Regions from separate parts of the Triticum aestivum genome. Here region 2 is linked to region 1. Evidence: chromatin contacts called from public Hi-C data. All regions are on one chromosome and are shown on one strand. Each heading gives the region's core, a stretch centred on a gene start, on an enhancer-like site or on the middle of the called end of the contact. The rest is flanking DNA. Distances are from core to core; before and after follow the strand shown.

Evidence for each region. A called contact is a pair of places that touch in the nucleus more often than the background predicts.
Region 2: a Hi-C map of leaf shows a contact between it and region 1, with 4 times the contacts expected there. The contact joins the promoter of LOC123088074 here to the promoter of LOC123083066 in region 1. A contact is called at or near these places in 2 of 5 Hi-C or Micro-C datasets (both in leaf).

Annotation. Positions count from the first base shown.
Region 1 is chr4A:677,372,849-677,379,518 of IWGSC CS RefSeq v2.1, forward strand. LOC123083066 reads right to left here and starts at 4,938. Exons shown (of 1, transcript XM_044505206.1): 1 at 3,254-4,938. The coding sequence starts at 4,854. The coding sequence ends at 3,418.
Region 2 is chr4A:677,647,181-677,654,490 of IWGSC CS RefSeq v2.1, forward strand. It overlaps LOC123088074 (protein FAM9A), which reads left to right and starts at 5,176. Exons shown (of 9, transcript XM_044510230.1): 1 at 5,176-5,326; 2 at 5,414-6,548; 3 at 6,653-6,950. LOC123088073 (alpha-1,2-galactosyltransferase gmh3) reads left to right here. Exons shown (of 7, transcript XM_044510229.1): 4 at 41-301; 5 at 1,298-1,539; 6 at 1,632-1,954; 7 at 3,156-4,443. The coding sequence ends at 1,395. It overlaps LOC123089026 (small nucleolar RNA U3), which reads right to left and starts at 4,972; the gene lies at 4,754-4,972.

The DNA.
Region 1 (6,670 bases), core at 3,688-6,187:
TGCAAGTTTCTCTAGGGTAGTCGCAACAGCAAGTTTTTGAAGGCCGGTCGTAATTGCAAGTTTCCCTAGGGTAGTCGCAATTGCATGTTTTCAAGGCCGTTCGTAACTGCAAGTTTCTCTATGGTAGTCGCAATTACAAGTTTTTGGAGGTCGGTCGCAACTGCAAGTTTATCAAGGTGGTCGCAACTGCACGTTCTCTCCTTTTCTTTTTCGTTTCTTTCCTTTTACGTATTATTTTTCTTTCTTCAAGTTTTGATCTTTTTTAAAATTGTTTGGCATTTTCAGGAAATGTTTGTAAGTTTAAATAAATGTTTGTGTTTTCCACAAATTGTTCAAAACTTCAAAAAAAATTCTGTTCTTAAATTTTATTCAAAATATCTGTGAATTTAAAAAATGCTCACACTTTTTCAAGTTTTGTTCAGAAATTGAAAAAAAGGTCCTGTTTTCAAATGTTGTTCACTTTATTTCATTTTGTTCACATATGCAAAAAATTTAAGGGATTCTCAAAAAATGTTCTTTTTTTAAAAATCTTTTCACAAATTGAAAAGAAATCATGTTTTCAAATTTTGTTCGTGAATCCAAAAAATATTTGGGGAATTTCAAATGATTTTCTCAAGTTTTTAAAAAATAAAAAAATTCAAGAAATGTCAGAAAAGTACTAAAACTGTTCGATTTGTCGTGATAGATAGCTCTTTAAAGTTTCATGGTTTTTATTCATAACCAACGCCCATCTGCTGTAGACAGTAGTGGCTTGCAACACGCTTTCAGCATTGCTAGATTAGATTAGATCGTGAGTTCAAGATCTCGTATAAGTGCTTATTTTTTGGCATTTTTTTATGACCCACGTGATACAGCGCTGCATCTGCCAATGGGCCGGCTTGTTTTAACACCCAATGACTTGTGTACAGGCCGAAAAGCTCAAATGGGATGTGCCGGAATTATAACAAATTTGACAGCTGGATTTATGAACAATTTGACAGCTCAATACTTGTTCATAAATTCAAATAATGTTCGCACCACTGGGCTGTGCTGGATTTCGGGAGCCTGTTTTCGGAGGAACAACGCACAAACGGGCTGGGACAACAGGAAAAGGGGAATTCCCTATTTGCCGCTCATTGCGTCGAAATGTCGGCGCAACGCACAGAACTGGCGATCGAAGCGCTCACGTGGGCCGGCCCGTTAATCAATTGGGGCACTTCCGGTTTTGGGAACCTTCTAGAGGTTCCCAGCCCGGGTTTTCTGTTTTTGGGAAACTTCTAGAAGGTTCCCTGAACCGTTTTTTTCTTTTCTCGATTTTTCTGTCTCTTTTTTTTCTCCTTTTTATTTCTTTTCTTTTCCTTTTCTATTTCTTTTTGTCGTTTCCTTTGCATTTCAAGTCCATTTTTAAAAAACAAATCAGGTTTCAAATTTTGTTCACAAACTGAAATTTTTTCGCACTTTTCAAATATTTCCAATTTTGTAAAAAATTTCAACCTTTCAAAACTTGTTCATAAATTCAAATAATGTTCGCATTTTCAAAAAATTGTTCGGGCATTTCAAAAATTGTTCTCATTTTCCAAAAATTGTTCGGAATGTTTTTGTTTATTTTTTTGGAACTTTTCAAATAATGACCGGGATTTTTAAAAAATGTTCATGTTTTCAGAAATTGTTCTTGTTCCCAAATTTTGTTCACGTATTCAAAAACTGTTCAAGCTTCAAATTTGTTTGGAAATTTTAAAATTGTTCTCCGTTTCTAATTTTGGTCTAAAAATAAAAAATATCTTCATGATTTTCAAAATTTCCTATTTCTGTTTCTTTTCTTTTCTTCTTTCTTCCTTTTCAAGTATTTATTTCCCTTTTTCTGCTTCTTTTTCTATTATATTCTTCTTTCTTTCTCTATTTTTATTTTAGAAAAGTTTGAATTCAGAATTTCTGAAATTTCCTTTTTTTTTCAATTTTGTTCACAAATTTTGAAAAATACGTTCCAAATATGTTCAGGATTTTTTGAAAAGTTCATGTTTTCAAAAAATGTTCCTGTTTTCTGAAATTTGTTCACAAATTCAAAATAGGTGCAGGAGTTTTCCAAAAAAATTTGTGGTTTGAAATATTTTTGAATCCCAAAAATTGTTCCTGTTTTTCAAATTTTGTTCACTGGTTAATAATCATTTGGGAATTTCAAAAAATGTTTAGGTTTCAAAATTGTTCAAGGGGCTTCTATATTTTCAAGAAACGGTCACTTTTTTCAAAATTTGCTCTCTTTAGTAAAAAAGAAATTTGAGTTTTTTTTTCACATTGTTAAATAAATGTTTGCTTGTACTAAAAATGTTTACAATTGGAAAATATGTTAAGGATTCAAAAAATATTGGTTCTACATTTTTGTTCGGGGTTTACAAAAGTGTTCAAAAGTTCAGAAAAGTTCCTGATTTCTCGAATTTTGTTCACAAATTGAAAGAAAGTTCATGATATTCATAAAAAGCTTGCCTCTCCCTAATATTGTTTACAGTTTCATAAATTGTTCACATATGCAAAAATTGTTTGCTTTTTAGATTTTGGTTCAGAGTTTCACTAAATGTTCCATTTATTCCAAAAATGTTCGAGTTTTGGAAAAATGTTAATGTTTTCAAATTTGTTCAAAAATTTCCCTCTTTTCTAAAATATGTTCAAGATCGATCAAAAATTGTTTGACTCTTCCACAAATTGTTCGCTTTTCTAATATTTCCAACTTTGTTAATTTGTTCACAATTTTGAAATTTTTTTTATTCAATAAATATCCGCTTTCCTAAATAATAACGCATTCAAAATTCTCAAAAGAAGAAATAGATCTGTCTCCTTTTACAGTTATTATAAGTGGCGCTGCAACATTTAAACAGCAAAATTATGTATTGCAGTGGTTATGTACCACTTCTTGACCACAGGAGGTGCTGAGTTCGAAACCTTATGAGTCCATCTCTTTTAGGAATTTTATGCTAGTCCCGCTACTTAAATGATTGCGCTGCGAAATTGTCACAAAAGGTGTTCAACTCCAGCGGCATGGTTCCTGAATAGACGAGTAAGCGTTGCGAGTTTGAGCCCAACGCGAAGCGCGAATCGTTTTCTCTAAAATAAATTCGCTTTGCGGGGTTGGCTACCTGGACCAGCCCGTTGGTTCGACGCCTCTGTGAAGCTTCACCAGTTTGCCGCATAACGCGGCACATAGGAGGTCCCAGGAAAAGGACCGGGACAACTATCACGTGACATTTGCTCAAAAAAAAATAAACTATCATGTGACATCAGCATACATCAGGTGAATGAGACCATATTATAACTCAGCTACATGAGTTCTAGGCACTCTCTTTATTATTTGCTGGTGCTAGTGCCATGAATAGAAAATGAACAGATCCGGAAGTTTTTCTGAGAAAAAAAAGAGTAGCAGACAGAGTGGTGACATGGACGAAAGATTCAAGGCTTCTTCTCCGGCGCCAGCACCGGCGTGTCCGGGGTCACGGCAGCCCATAACTCCTCAATCTCCTCGAGCGCCGCCATGTTCTCCGGCGTGAGCGTGAGCTCTGCGTCGATGCTCCCGCCGCCCTCCCGGCCGGGGTACAGCGACGTCTTGCCGTCGAACTTGTTGGCCCGGCCGCTGCGCGCCGCCACGGGCCTCCCCCAGCCGAAGTCGCAGCCGTACATGTCAAACCGCGGCGAGCTGCCCATCAAGGTCTCGGTCGGGTCGAAGAAGCGATGCGTGTACACCATGGGCTTGGCCGTCCACGCCGCCACGCGCGCCCTGATGGCCGCGTCCGTGTGCGCCGCCACGGCCCGCCCCACGGCCGCCGTCGCCCACCCGTGCCCGCGCTCGAGGAGGTCCGCGGCGCGCGCCGGCTCCGTCCCGATGGCGTAGATGGTGTTGCCGAAGTACTCCCTGGGCAGCTCCGGCCGCAGCCGCCCGCGGTTGTTGATGGAGGCGCGGCACACGGTCTCCTGCTCCGGCGCCAGCCGCCGCGCACGGGTGATGCAGCGCCAGAAGAGCGAGGACAGCGCCTGGAACCGCGTCAGGGCGGCGGCGCCGGCTGCGTCCCCAGCGGCCAGGAGCTCCTCCCGCGCGCGCTCCTTGAGCGCCGCCAGCGAGTCCGCCGAGAAGTGCAGCATCCGCTCGCGCAACGCCAGCGGGGGCGCCCGCTCGACGAGCTCCGACACGTCGGCGCACGGCAGCACGGCCGGCCCCGCCGCGCCGCCGTCCGGCGACCAGCGCTCGAACGAGGGCTTCGGCGTCGGGGGCGCCGGGGCGAGGCCGAGTCTGGCGCGCGCGAGGGCCGCCCAGCTGTTGACGAGGTCCCAGAAGGCGGTGCCGTCGGAGAGCGCGTGGTTGTAGGCGAACCCGACGAACACCCCGTCGGCGAGGTCGGTCACCTGGACGGCGAGCAGCGGCTGCTCGCGGCCGCCGTAGTTGACGGCGTCGGTGAGCTGGAAGAACTGCGCCAGCACGTCGCGCGGCACGTCGGCGTCGGGCGGGACGATGCCCGCCATGGCCACGCCGTCGGCTACGGCGTGCACGACCTCCACGCCCTGGCCGTCGCAGTCGATGTGGACGGAGCAGCCAACGACGGCGCCGGTAAGTTCGTCCCTGTGCTGCTCGGTGGCGCAGCGGCCGGCAACGGGGTAGTAGTAGACAAGCGCGTCGCCGAGGGCCGCGGCGAGGTGGTCGACGACGCCGGCGGCGGTGGAGAGGGCGGATGCCGAGGAAGAGGGTCTGTGGAAGAGGAGGCCCTTCTGGATGTAGTTGGCGGACAGCATGGCGGCGTCCCAGGAGGTTAGCGGGATGCGCTCGCGCGGGCGCGGCGGCGGCGCCACCGTGCGCGATGACACCACGCGCACCATGGACGGCGACGGCGACGGCATTGCGCTTGTTTGGGGATAAAGATTAGTAGCAGGTTTGTTGCTAGCTGCAGGCTGGACAGTGTACAAATTGGAGCAGAAATTTGTAGGGGTTGCTAATTAACATTACTGATTTGGTTGGTTGGTGGCGGTAAAAAAATTGGACCTTTACCAGGCCAGCCAGATCAATTTCATTTTTAATTTGGGCACATGATATCTACAGATACGCGCATTGCTTAGCAATTCTATTTTAGCAAATCAGTCAGATTTCACGTGTGGAGTGAATCCTCCGTTTCAAAATATAAAGTATATTGTTTTTTGAAACGGCAAACCTCTCTAAGTTTGACGAAATTTATAAAGAAATATATTAATATACATAATATCAAATGGGCACCATTAGATTCATCCTGAAATGAATTTTTTATTTTATACTCCCTCCGTCCGGAAATACTTGTCCAAGTAATATTTGTATCTAGATGTATTTTAGTTCTAAACTAGAAGAACGTCCGTGCGTTGCAACGGGGCCACATTAACTTTAAGAGTTCAATATTACGACATTGGCGATTTTTTTTACCATCAAATCCTCACACACACACACACACTCTCCCTCCCTCTTCCTCACTCTCTCTCCCCCTCTCCCTCTCTCTAACACACACACATATCCATCTTATTGGGTACGGGACCATAATTCATCTATTTCACACACACGCGCTAGTGCATAACAATATGGATTATGTGTATTATATTTGCCACCAGAACTGAGGGAATTAACTTTAAGAGTTCAATATTCTGACCATGGGATATTTAGGCTGGCGTATATGGGAAATCAAAGCTAAAAATGACTCAATGAGTTAGGGATACATCAATAAATATTGTAAAAAGTGATAAAAACAAATCTGCAGCAACTGCGACCCCACGAACTCGTATTCGCAATGAGCAAGTTAGTGAGGCTGCCACGGTAGGCTAGCACCAAGGGACAAGGGCAATAGCCGCCTTCCCATTCAACCTACTGATTCTGCTGGCGCTACTTTCATCCTAAGCCCATGAGTACCGCTAGTGTGTTGCCACGTACGGAGAAACTACGAACTGAAATTTTCATCCAAATCATGAAAATTGTTAATGTTCCTCTCCTCTCCCATCCCTCGTGTGAACATACCCAATTCGTGGTTGGCTCGCTACATTCAGCGTAGCTCTGATGTGCACTGCCCTCGCTCTTGATTAGTTGCCGCAGTGCCACGCATCTACGCCAACAAGCTGGTGAAACAAATGCAAATGTTACACTGAGTCAAAATCAACCATCCCACAATTATAACAATAGAAAAGATAATAACCAAAATTTAACAAAAGAACTACTGCTTGGCTCCCAGATCCATCTCGATAGCCCTTGATCTGGCTGCTAAGCTTCTCCTAGCCGCCTCAACATCATGTCATTACCAAACATGTAGTGGATGCCTAGTGGGACAAGGATTAAGAAATCACATGAGGTGAAAATACGATGGCTGTCAATTCCATAAGACGATCCAAGTAATTTGACAAAACAGATCGGGAGCATCTTGTATAATCTCAAAAAAGCAACTAAAAATATGAGAAATGAATTGATGAAAATCATCCCCTGCTCTCATTCATGCTTGCTTTTGTAATGGGAGGCAAGGAATGGAGATACCGGGAGAAGAAAGGAGCACATGGACGGCAAGCCTCCACCACCGGCAAGTGGGGTTGCTTCACATCCAATCTCCACGGCCGCCGCCTCCATGGGGACGAACTCCCTTGTTCACAACCGGGCTCCCAATCGGCCGCTGCCTCGCCGACCTTGACGACGAAGTAGTCCCTCCCTTCGATC
Region 2 (7,310 bases), core at 3,926-6,425, 270 kb after region 1:
ATATCTCATGCGTCAAATATTAACCATGCTCCTCGTGTAGGACTGTTCTTCATAAGGAGGTCGAAATGGAGTGAGAGATTTTTAGATACATGGTGGAACCATACATCATTTGTACAATTTGGTTCCACAAAAAGTGGGGATAATGCAGCACTGAAGCATATCGTGGATCACTTGTCACCTGAAGAAACAAAAGAACACGTCCGTATAGCAAAAATGCAGTGCCTCTTCAACTCATATCCTTGGGTTGCTACGTGGAAATCAGTTCACCGCCTGATCTTCCACCCATCCACTACATGGAAAGGTTTCCTGATATGCTCATTCCCTATTCATTCCATAGATGCTGCAGTTATTTGCATTCGAAAGTGAAAGAAGTACTGGATTGTTAATGAAGACTGGATCTCCTAAGAGTTCTTCAGATTTATCTCCTAAGACTCGATTGAAGTGCTACATGTGCCTTTTGTGATTGAATATCAGTCCATACTAAGCTAAACGGTGCACTGGTATTTAGAATTGAGCACATGATATATGTGGTTGAAGTGTAATGTTTCTGAATACATGATTATTCCCACTCTAAAGAAACAGAATCTGAATTAAATCAGGAGTCCGTTACTCATGAACAAGAAAGATGACATGTACTGTTCTCTGCCAATACATGTACAGTCCTCTCAAGAAAAATATCATATGTAACATGTCAGTTGTTTATAATCAACCAGACACTGGGTTGTTCTTAGTCATCTTATTCCTGTTGGCCACTGCTTCACTAATTTATAATCAAATTTTAGTTCTTAGCTGAAATAAGCCATTCACAGAAGTAAACACTCCCTTTCTTCCGAGAAATTTTGCCTGTTATGTATGGCACATATCAGGTGCAAGTATCCATTTCGTGAAAATATGAAAAATTAGGCCTGGATGAATTTAGAAGGTGGACATTAGTTAATCAAACATCTGTTCGAAGTGTCAACTTCAAACTTGACTCGTGTTAGGAGAAACTAAAAGGAGAAGCCCTTGACATATTCTAAGTTATAGATATAGACAGAAAAGACAAAAGTCGCCACTGACAACAGTTTTCTCCTTTTTATTTATCATAACACAAATAAATTTGAAATTAAAAATTGAAAGCTCTGTTTGATGAATTAAATACTTCTCCTGGATTCTTTTTAGAAAACTATCCATGCTGCATGTTTGTTTGGTGCTGGAATCATGATTGTTTGTCAAATTCTCACCAAATTCACGTTGTTACTTCGTACATTGCCATTATCATCTGCACATAGTTGCTCAGTGCGTGTTGACTGTGCAGGGGCTTATTCAGATGGAGATTTCATGGTCCATTTTGCTGGCCTAAATGACAAGCGAGGCTGGACATCAAGAATTCTTAGAGAGATAACTCACCGATGAGGATAATTACCCCAATTTTAAAGTGATCGATGGAGGATCCAGAATTTTATGTGAAGAGCCTGATTGTTTTTGCATCATATTCTGTTGTAGACTGCCATTTTAGTTGGACAGCATGTTCCGTTTCTAATCATCTATTATTAAAAGGTTGTCTCCCACTAACTACTTCTGCAAACCTCTCATCCAGCCATGTCATAAAAAATACTCGACATTCATTTCTGGACAGCTCTTATGCACAGGTGTTTGATTCAGAAGCACAACACATCCATCTGCCTCCTTTAATACCTCGCCAATATCCACCGATCTCTCACATCCAACAGATCGACATTACAACACTACATCAACCCATCAAGGCTTCTCTGCCATCACCGGGGAATGTGGAGCTGCTGCTGCTGCTGCACGACTTACCCCATGGCTAGCGGCACCGCCCCTGGCCCAAGCCCCCGGTGCCTGCCTCCATGGGGTTAGTGTAAAAAGTGGCAGCATTGGACCTTGGCATGCCACTGACATTCTTGAGAGGCACCTGTTGTCGTCCACTTCGTGTGTGTCTACGAATCTGCAGGTATGGTCACGTTCCAGTAATCACTCTTGATAGGCAGCGTCCTTTTGATACTTCCTTGTGGCTGTTGTAGATTTCCCATATAGTTGATCCAGTAGTCAGCATCCTTCTCCGATGGTTTCTCTAGGATTTGTTTGTGTATTCTCTGATTGCACCAATGTGTTCTCTTTTATTAGCTTGATTTATCTATGGTAGGAACTTGCTTTTCCAAGAACTGTAGGATTTTTTGCCAAATTGAAATGGGAACTTGAACGGTTCAGGCTCAACTTGTCAGTTCATTCAACCTTTTGATGTTAGGCTTGTCAGTAGAAGAGATGTAGATCACATCCTGAGAACCCACACTGCAGCCTGGGCAGGCAATGCAAAGCCTGTGAGTTAAATGTCACTAATTAAACTCCACATCGATCTGACCTCTATATGGGTGTTTTTGCCACCATCTAACTTCCTCTGGGTCTACTTGCATCCATACAGTGCTGCCGTCATACCATGAAAATTGTCATATTAGTGTACTATTTTCACAAGTTTCTGTTGTCTAATCTCCCTTTAAATTTGCTTCGGTCCATCTAGATCCGTTAAATTGCGCGACTGAAACGCAAAATGCCAGTGCTTCTACCTGCGTGGGGGTCTCTGAACTAGACTCTCTTTTCACATGGTGTTGAAGCTACATCCATCCCCACCCACCCACCACCCAATGCGACTCTGTCTTCCTCCTCTTTTCAGTTTATCTCTCTTGCTTTTTCCCCAAGGTCTGAAACCAGAACCAAATTTAGTGGTGACTAGCTTTCAGCTTTTGATCCCTGAGCGCACGCATATGGCTGCTGAAAGGAGTGGAGGAGATGAGAGAGTGAGAAAGTATTCCCTGTGCTTACTGATTGTCCCCGTATGTCGAATGGAACCGGAGAAAGGAGTGGCTGGAGATCACAGGCGCGTACACCGCCCATGCCCTCGGAATCGCATTCCCCTCCCACTCGCCTCCTCTTTATATCGCGTCCCTTGCAACTTCTTTCCCTCCCCAACACACACACACGCACACACACACAGAGCTCGTGAAGTAGAGCTCGGCTCCGAGAACCTCGCACAAGTAAGTCCCAAGTGTGTTTGTCTGGTCTTGGAATGATCGTTCGTTTGTTACAGATGTTCTAGTTCCGAACGCCAAGATAGAGAAAATGCTACTAGTAATAATCTAATTATTGGCATGTTCCAGGTCCCAGGCCGGTCTCTACTGCCATGCCATGGTCGGAGACATATCCTCCCGTACATCGTGGGCGAGGATGAAGAAGAACATGACGATGAGCTTCCCGACGAGGAGCCGGCGTTTTTGCCAGTTGAACGAGCTCACCATGTGGACCGCCTCTTCCTCGACAAGTGCCAGGGAGATCTGCTCGTGCCATGATGAGGTCGTTCAACCAGCAAAACGGCGGCGGTCGTCGTCATCGGCTGGTTCGGTGGCGCCCAAGCCCTCGCGGGACACGAGGCGCAGGACCTACAAGGTGGTAGGAGGCGGTTACCTTTAGGCACTCGTCAGTGACCAACATGTTCTTGAGAACTGGGTGTCACCCTATTGGCTAGGCCTGCAAGGAGTGCAGTTAGCCCGCCCGCGTTCGGCCAGCCGGGTGTCGGTGGTGGCGACCTCATAGCCGGCAAAGCGCGCCTCGCCGTTCACCTCTTGAGCGTGGAACGGACGGTACCTCTCCACGGCGTCGTGTGGGCCTGAGGCATAGCAGTTGGTGATGGCGAAGCGGCGCTCGGCCCCGGCTCTTGTTTTCAAGAATGCGGATTTAGTTCTGCACATGAAGTAGTGAGGATATGCTTGGAAGACGAAAACAGCCTCCGAGATGATACCCATGATTTGCTCTAGCTCGAGCCTCTATGATTTGTTTGTGTGTCGTCTGATCACGGCAATGTGTTCTCGTTTATGAGCTTGATCTACCTATAGTAGGAACTTTTGTTCCACGAACTGTAGGATTATTTGCCAACTGAAACTGGAACTTGAACGGTTCAGGCTCAACTTGTCGGTCAATTCAACCTCTTGCTGCTGGGTTTGGGAGTAGTACATATGTAAAACACATCATGGGAGCCCTCACTGCAGCCTGGGCAGGCTCTTTTTCTTTTTTGTAACTTTTTTCGAAAAGGTTCTTTTTTGTAACTTACAAGAGGTTATTGTTTGTCCCCGTCAGGTGCCGCTGAAGCAAACTTTGGCGTCGATCAAGCACTGATCGCGGTATCATGTACGAGTAATACTGATGACGGTGGTTGCTGTAAGCCAGTTGGGTGGGTTCTTGAGAGCCTGTCGTGCAAAGAGATAATGCTGTGAATGTGATGGTTAAACTCGACGTGGTTTATTGTTGTGGGGCAACTATCACGCTCACACTCAACATACATTTGAAATCTCTGATATGTTAGAAGGAGCAGTGGTGAACCATATTGTCTGGCTCTACTGACTCCTGTTGCTATATCATGAACTGAATCATAGATTATTTCAGTTGTCTGTATGATTACAAATAGAAATAGATTCTGTGGTTGAAGAAGCTAAAAAATGAATCAGATTGTGTGGCTAAAGAAGTTTAAAATATAACTGCAGATTATTTGTAGGCGCTTCAGATTCTGTGAGGAAAAAAATAGTTAGATTATGTGGTTAAAGAAGTTTGAAAATGAAACTGCAGATTATTTTCTTGAAGATGACTCTGTAAGCAAGAAGAAAAGGGTTGCATTTTCACTGTGTCTGTCAGACGGCCCAAGTCTGGAAGAAGTACAATGGTGAAAAATTCTGCAGCAAAGTAAAAAATAAAAAATGAATTTTTGTGTCTGTCAGACAACCACTGGGCCACCCTGCACAGGTGTGAGCCAGGCAGGAACGATCCTCTACAGCCGTAGATGCACCCATCAGGTGAATCTGAGCCGTTAATCACGCTCTGGCCCAGTGGTCAGAATTCATCAACCAGACTGAAGTGCTTGCCTCCTTATTGGTAAAGGATGCAGCGGTACGAGCCTATAGAACAGATCCTGTTCAAGTAAGGTCGTGCTACAAGATGCAGCGCCTCGCCTTATAAACCGGTTCCGCGCGCCGTGAACTTCCGAGGTGGGACTAATGTATGGCAAGCAACGCTGCAGCGACCGCCTCGGCCAGAGACACACCAGAAGAACCCGTGGGTCTCGGCCCATGAAGCTGGGCTGGAGAATGAGCCCAGCCCATCTAAGAGCAGCCGTCTCTCTCTCGTCTCATTTCTTCTCCTCTGTTTTCCTATCGCTCCAGCCTCCAGGCGCCTTGGCCGGAGCTCCGACGATCTTCCAGCAGCGATGGCCGAGACCGGAGAAGACGACGGCGAAGTAGCCGCTCCTCTTCCTCCCCCTCCCCCTCATACTCTGGCGAAGCCAGTAAGCAGCAGTGTAGACATTCCTGAGTAGATCGATCGGTTGCGGATCCCTTTCCCCCCTTAACCCGCCGCTCCTTCCTCCCTGCAGCGCACTACTTCGACGATGAGGCGGCGGAGCAGAGCACCAGCACAGGGTCGGCGACGAGCCGTCCTCACGGATGGAGAACCTTCCTCGCCTGGGGTAGCTGCCCTGAATCACAGCAGGGCAAAAAAAAGTACTCTTTACTTGAGCATTTCACTGTTACCCCGAGGATCCAAGCAGTGCGTCAAAATTAGTCCTTGATGTGATTCCTGTGGTGTTCTCCACGGATCTGAACCTCTGGGGCAAAAAAAAAAGGGTGTTTTATGGGTTTTGTTGCCTGGGACGGGCAGGGAGCTTGGATAAAAATTCAACCCGACTAAAAATTCAGGCCCTTCCTTGACCCTTGTCGTGGGAGTTTCAGCCTGCTGTGATGTCACTGCTTCCTCTTAAAGAGGCTGTGAGGAGGACAAGCATTGTTTGGAGAGAAGTTGGAAAATGCTCTGGACATTCCGTTGTAATCTGTGTTTTTATGGCCCCAGTGATCTGGATTTAGACACTGATGAACGACACATCTTTGGTTTTCTGAAAATAAAACGAGCTAAGTTCACTGAGGCTGTAAATTGGATTACTAAGTGGCATAGTGGGATAGGGGTCGATAACTTCTGCATCGGGTGTGGCTTGCACAAAGAGGACTTTCGATCATCTTGACAGGTGGATTTTACTTTGCCGCTTCATGGAAAGCGAGGATCATAGCTTTTGACCTGGAGAAAACCTATTCGCCATCCGAAGAAGTTCACCACTTTCCTCTTGAGGCCTTGGGTGTACAAGGCAGCTCTTGTGTGCATTCTTTGTTTCTCGCTGCTGTTTCTATAAAGCCATACCCAGGTATATATACATGTGGGTTTACAGTACCCAGCAGGACTAATTTAAGTATATCACACCAACTTGACAAACTTCAACATTTACTAATTCATGGAATGAATGTCAAGATGGTTGAGTTGAGTTTCATGCTGCTCTTGCCCATTTTGTGTACGAAGGACAATGGATCCCTATAGTACTTCATGGTTGCTCGAAATTAGATAAGGCTACAATAATATTGTTTAAAGGCAGCAAAGGACTGGCCCATGTATTCGCTTTAGTTCCAAGTATTTTTCCAGTGAAGATACTACATGTGCAAGCTTATATACATGGATATGAACAGGTTAACTGGTGTTTATTAATTTATTCATTCATTCTTGTTTGCGTACATTATAGTTCTTGAAATTGGATTTTGATGTCATGTTATTTTTCCTTGTTATGTTTCAGTTGCAGTAGCTGACAACAAGACGACATGGCATGTTTATGCATCTGAGGCATCTGACTTGTCCACTTAACTGTCTTCTCTAGGCAGCCAAATGCCAATAACGGAGTTCTTCATGAAATGCAGATGGTATATCTGAACTTTGACGACGGTGGGAGCGTACTTTATCTTGCAGAATGCTCGTGTTCTCGAGCACATGGAAACACAGCCAAGGGTCGCGGCCGGTATGTTCCCCATTTCAGGATCATGGCGCAGGCATTGTTGAGAGGCACCTGTTGGTGTCCACTTCGTATGTCTCTGCAGGTATGGTCGCGTTCCAGTGTCCTTTTGATACTCTCTGATGATTATTGTGGATTCCCCATGTAGTTTGATCTGGTGGTCGGCCTCGTCCGACAGTTTTTCTGTGATTTGTTTGTGCGGCAATGTGTTCTTGTTTATCATCTATGGTAGGAACTTATTGTTCCAGGGACTGTAGGTTTTTTTGCTAACTAGAATGGGAACCTGGGCGGTTGAGGCTCAAGTTGTCAGTTAAGTCAACCTTTTTCTGCCGGGTTTTGAAATGGAAGTAGTAGAGATGTAAATTAATTGCAGCCTGGGCGTGGCAGGCAATGCTATGCTTGTCAACTGCAATCACATAGTGCCCTACATCTATGATTGGTTTGC